2 separate regions of the Ovis aries genome follow, and region 1 is linked to region 2. Evidence: chromatin contacts called from public Hi-C data. All regions are on one chromosome and are shown on one strand. Each heading gives the region's core, a stretch centred on a gene start, on an enhancer-like site or on the middle of the called end of the contact. The rest is flanking DNA. Distances are from core to core; before and after follow the strand shown.

What was found. Hi-C and Micro-C count contacts between places; a contact is called where the count stands out from the background.
Region 1: a contact with region 2 is called in a Hi-C map of muscle, with 4 times the contacts expected there. The contact joins two enhancer-like sites. A contact is called at or near these places in 7 of 16 Hi-C or Micro-C datasets (blood, liver, muscle and 4 more).

What each region holds. Positions count from the first base shown.
Region 1 is chr9:74,635,515-74,638,214 of ARS-UI_Ramb_v3.0, reverse strand. No RefSeq gene overlaps it. Among named protein-coding and RNA genes, the nearest start is that of TRNAE-UUC, 9.5 kb to the left of the region's middle. Within about 2 kb of position 1,399, at least 28 of the 54 cell types and tissues checked have an H3K27ac peak or open chromatin away from gene starts, as enhancers often do. A contact at or near this core is called in liver and muscle, where this site is marked.
Region 2 is chr9:74,583,241-74,586,022 of ARS-UI_Ramb_v3.0, reverse strand. No RefSeq gene overlaps it. Among named protein-coding and RNA genes, the nearest start is that of AZIN1, 47 kb to the right of the region's middle. Within about 2 kb of position 1,527, at least 46 of the 54 cell types and tissues checked have an H3K27ac peak or open chromatin away from gene starts, as enhancers often do. A contact at or near this core is called in liver and muscle, where this site is marked.

The DNA.
Region 1 (2,700 bases), core at 150-2,649, 52 kb before region 2:
ACTTACATGAGTCAGCTCATTGCCTTGCCCCGCAGCAACCTGAAACCCAGCTGAGGGCCTGAGACGCCACAGCCTGGGAACTCAGAAGGGAGCCCTTTTCATTTCGCTGCGCACCTCCCCGTGGCCCAGACATGGGCCTCCTCACGTCCCACTGCCCCGTCTGGGCCTCCGCAGAGTCCACCTGTTTCCTGCTCTTGGCCTGGACAGGCTGTGCCCTGGCTCACCCGCCCGGTGGCCAGCGAACAAAGGAGCAGCTGCTGTTCCCTTCCCCCTCCTCCCTCCCAGCGCGGACACACCCCGACGGACCTTGGGGCAGATCCTGACTAGGTTCACAGGAATGTCAGCAGAGAAGCCAGGTTGGTTGGGGCCATGATTGCTGGCAGGACCTCAGGACTCCGAAAGGGTCTGAGCTGAGAGGGAGCTGCAGCCGGCTGCCGCACGAATGCCCTTAAAAAGAGAAAGGAGAGGCAAGCCAAGAAGAGAAAGCGGTGCCCATGCCAGGAGCATGCAACTCTCAAGAGGTAGACGAGGCACCGTGGCCAACAGTCAGAACTGTGAGGGCCACGGATGAACCACCTACTGACTGCCAGGACTGTTCGGGGCTTTCCATGTACAGCCGCTTTTAACCCTCATAACGGGCCCCTTGAGCTGTATGTTACCATTTTTAAAAACTCTGCAAACAGGATCAGAGAGGTTGAGTCACCTGCCTGGGGTCGCACAGCCCTCAAACTCATAAGGATTCAAACCTCTTGTTAATAACAAGGTCTGGAACTAAGCGTACATAAGGGGTCTGTCTTTCATAGGAAAAAAAGGAAGTGTGGGCCTCAGTTCAGAAATTCCTGCCACTTTGGGAGCATGTGTGGCCTTCACAAAGAAGGCAAAGCTGGAATCTCTGGGGAGACTGCTCTGTGTCCTGGGATGGTAGTGCCGGCACGTGGTAGCCACGTGAAGCTATAGGATGGCGCATCTATCCATCCTTGCCTTGCATAGGATAGGCTGGACTGAAGCTCTGCCTTGGCAAAGAGCTGTAGCGTGGGGTAAGGTGGGGAGGCGGGAGGGTGGGCTGTGGAATTCCCTGAGGAGGGAACAGGCTGGTTCCAGATTTTGTAGAGGCCCTGGTCTCTGGGGAAGGGCAGAGCTAGAGAAGCGACCCTGGGCTGGAAAAAGAGCATGCCTTGTGGGGTCAGACAGACCCAGCCTGCCCCAGACAGGTGGCCTTGGACGAGCACCTACAAAGGACAGTCACAATCCTGGCAGCATCTGTGTTGGCTCGATGACTGAGATCACATGGACTCTTACACTCAGACGCCAAGGAGAGCGCTTGGCACACAGCATCCACTAAGCAGTCGCCCTAACTTCTGTCTCAGACCTCTGAGCAAAGCTGATCAGGTGACAGTGTGGCAGCCACAGTCCTGAGAAGTGGGCGAAGGCTGGGGGGCAGGGAGGAAGCTGACCCACAGGATCAGGCAGCCTGGCTCCCAGGCATGCAACCCTCATTCCTGACACTGAGCTCTTATCTCCAGGGCTGGGCCTACTCCAGCCAGCCTGGAGACCCGGTCAAGGAGCACAGAGGGCCCCACTCCAGCCTGGTGCCCTCCCCAGGACTTCTCAGCACCCGAGGCTCTGCCTTGCACTTATGTTCGAGCAGTGAAGTCTCTGGGGGTGTCTGAGCTGGGCTTCCCTTTATCTCTAGTTTCCCTCTACTCAGTCCACCCAAGCCTGCTCTGAACCTGCTGACCCCTCCACCTGCTCTCCCCCACCACTGCCTACATCTGCCCCCAACCCTCCCGGGCCAAGGACTCTCCCTAAGTGGAGCCTGGTGTCGCATAGCACAATCTGTCCCCAGGTGAGTCAGCCCAAAGCCACAAATAAGAGCAATGAAGGAATCCTGTATCTTCTCAGCTACCTGGTCCCCCAGGTGGAGGAGACCCTCAAACCTCCCCCCACCCACAGCACCCTCAGGTGGCCCTGCAGTTTGGGAACCCCAGCATCAGGATCATTCATTCATTCAATAAGGCACATGCGGGGAGCATCTTCTCTGAACTGGACCCTGAGCTAGAAGCTGGACACACCACCAGTGAATAATCCAGCCTTTAAGGAGCTCCCTATTTTAAACTAAGAAGAGGTGGACAAGGAAACACACAGTGATCCACTCCCCACAGTTGCAGGGCAGGGAACACAGTGGGGTGTGCGTGAGGGGACCTGCCCACTTCTGTGTGCTCAGGGAAGTCTTCCTGAAGGAGGCAGCAAGCGAGCCAAGCCCTAGAGCTTGGCCAGGCAAACATGGGAAGTACCTTGGGGCGAAGCACAGAACAACACAAGAAGATGATGTTAGAAGGAGCCTAGCATCACTTTGTGGAGAAGGCAATGGCACCCCACTCCAGTACTCTTGCCTGGAAAACCCCATGAACGGAGGAGTCAGGTGGGCTGCCGTCTACGGGGTTGCACAGAGTCGGACACGACTGAAGCAACTTAGCGGCAGCAGCATCACTTTGCAGACCAGCAAGGAGAAATGAAGGTGGGCAGGTAAGTAGGAGCTATGTCAGTGAGGAACCACTGAAGGGTTTTATAATACAAAGGAAGAAACTTATTGAAGCCATCTTTCAGAACCAACAGACGTCTGTAGAATGGACAGGAAGGACAAGACTGGGACCCAGCTAGGGTGAGGGGCTATTGCAGGAATTCAGGTGCTGCTGATGA
Region 2 (2,782 bases), core at 278-2,777:
TCAGCCTCAACCCCATCCCACCGCGGGCAGAGGAGGCAACTAGGTTGCTGCTGCTGCTGCTGCTAAGTCGCTTCAGTCGTGTCCGACTCTGTGCAACCCCAGAGACGGCAGCCCACCAGGCTCCCCCGTCCCTGGGATTCTCCAGGCAAGAACACCGGAGTGGGCTGCCGTTTCCTTTAGGCCAGGGCATTTCTGCAAGGCCATCCCTGGGCAGGCAGGGCCGGCCCTCCGAGGCTCGGCCAGAGCTGCTCCCATCAGAGGGATCTTGGGCCGCCTTCTCCAGACACGAAGGTCCCCGGCTGGCCTGGGGCCGAGCGTGTCCACCGCGGCGCATCTCCTCCCCGAGAAACGTGGCCTGGGGCCTTTCCCAGCAGCGGCCTCTCCTTCCCCCACGCCTCCGCGAGCCACCCACCCCGCGCCGGCTCCAGCACGTGGCTCTGGGCGCAGGTTTCCTCTCCGCCCCCGCCGCTCTGCAGGGCGGTTTTCACCCTCTCGGTTCCCCCTAACCGCCCCCGGCACCCCCCAACCCCGTGACTTCTTGTAAAAAAAAGCTTCGCTGGTCCCCACCCACCTCCGCCCTCCCGCGGCTGCCGGACCCAGCCGCCCCGCCCCCTCCGCCTCCCCCGGAGGCAGCGCTTTCTCCCCGCCCCTGGCAGCGGGCTCGGCTTCGGAAACTGTTGACTCAGAGGGTGGCCGGGCGGCCAGCGTCTGATGTCAGCTTGGACTGGGGCCAGGAGCGGAGAGGCGCGGGGAGGAGAGCACCGCAGGCGGGCGGGAGCCGGGGGTGGGGTGGGGAGGACGCTCGAGGCGGGAGGAGCCCGATGCCCCGCGCGGGGCGCGGAGCGGGGTCCGCCCGGGGCCGGTGGGGGTGGCGGGGGGGGCCTGCGCTCGGCGTCCCGACTCGGCGCTGCGCGCTCGGGGACTGCGGCTGCCCGGGCGCCCGTGAGTCACGGTGCGTCACCGGAGCAGATGCCCCGGCGCGGCTGGAGGCTCCCGGGCTCCCGCTGACTCATCAGAAAGCCCTGCCGCGCGGCCCGGGAGGCGGGAAGCCGGGGGGGTTGGGGGGAACGGGAGGAGGGAGCGGCCCGGGCCGGCGGCCGGCGAGGTCATCTGAGGCGCTCAGAGCCGGAAAACCCCAAGGAGGCGTCTGCGGCAGCGGGAGCGCTGGGGTGGGCGCGGCCGAGGGGAGCGGGGACCACTGGCAAGCTGCCGGGGTCACCTGCGGCGCGGGCCGGCGGCGGGCGACCGCAGGAAGGAACAAGCCCCCACACCGCCGGCACTGGGCGGGCAGCCTCCGGGACCCCCTCCCCTTCCGCGATCTGGCCGTGCGGCGCGGGACCCCGGGGCGGGTGGGCTCCAGGAGCAGGCGGTCCCGCGGCACCAGCGCTGGCCCCCGACTGCCCCCCGAAGTGGCGGGGTTCCAACCCCCAACCCTCTTTAAGACTTCGGGGGGGGGGTGTCTTGGGAAGAGACCGCACCAGCATGCAGGCCTCCACGCCCTCGTCTCCCGCCCCGCTCTCTCGACCCGCCCCTCCCCCGAGGAAGCCGCTCCGGTGCTGGGGACACCACGTGCTGGGTCAAGGCCTGGCCTCGGCTCTTTCCTGTCTTTGCCGGCTAACCACAAGCCCCCCCTGGCACTCAGAAAATAGAGCGGCCGGGCCATGGAACTAGCAGCAAAGGGGCCTGAGCGGAGAGGGTGGATCTGTGTGACTGTCCACCCTGCCTGGGAACAGGGACAACTTCTGTCGCATTCAGGAAATGCGTGCAGCCCCTCCTGGCAAGGCGCCCCCAACTCCAGGGACAGGCGGGGCAGGAAGAAGCCACAGAAGGTCCCTTCCTGCATCCACAGCCTGGCTGGGGAGACGACCCTGGGCACACCCTGGCAGTGTGAGCACACAGAGCGGGAAGTGGGGCGGGGGTGGGGAGGGTGGGGGGGAGGGACAGGCGCTTACAGAAGCCCCCGGGAGGAGGCTTCCTGGTGGAGCTGGCCTGAGGGCAGGGACCTTGAAGAGGAATGATTTGAACAGATGGGGGAAAGGACATTCCAGACGGAAACAAATGCCTGGAACCAAAACCTGGAGGGGGAGACAGCGGGCGAGTTCTGGGAACAGCAAGCAATCCAGTTGGACTGGAAGAACAGAGGCTCACAGCATCGGGGCCTGGCAGCATAGAGGTGGATCTGAGAAGCAGGCCTGGTGGCCCAGAGGGGACCTGGAGCTGCGGGGTCTCGCCCTCTGCCCCCCGGGGCACCGAGTCATGCCAGTTCCCAGACTGATGGATTCTTTCCAAGAATTTGTCAGCCACAGCTGCAGGAGCCATCCTGCCTTGGATGGCTTTTATTAGCTGGTCTCTAATGCAAATCCTCCTTTGTTCAGATTTCAAATACTTTCCTATTCTGTTCTTTGATCACACTCTGTATTGATTTCCCTCAGGATTTCTCAACCCCAACAGCACACTGAAATTACCTGGGGATGCTTTAGAACACACAGATGGTGAAGCATGGGCCCCCTCCCCACCAGGTGATTTCACCTGGCATCAGCATTCTTTTACTGGGGAGCCAGGGGTGAGAGCTGCTGATGCAGATGGTCACCATCGAGAGGGTCCAGACTCAGAGTAGGGGGCCCCAGGCCTGAGAGCCGCACTGACAAAGATCTCCAGGAGCAGTTGGACGCCCCAAGGCTGGAGTTGAAATGTGTTTCCCAAGCATCCACTCTGCAGCTGAGGCCAAAGTTTCCAACAGGAAGGGTGGGTGAGGCTTCTGTTTGTTTCCCAAGAGCCAACT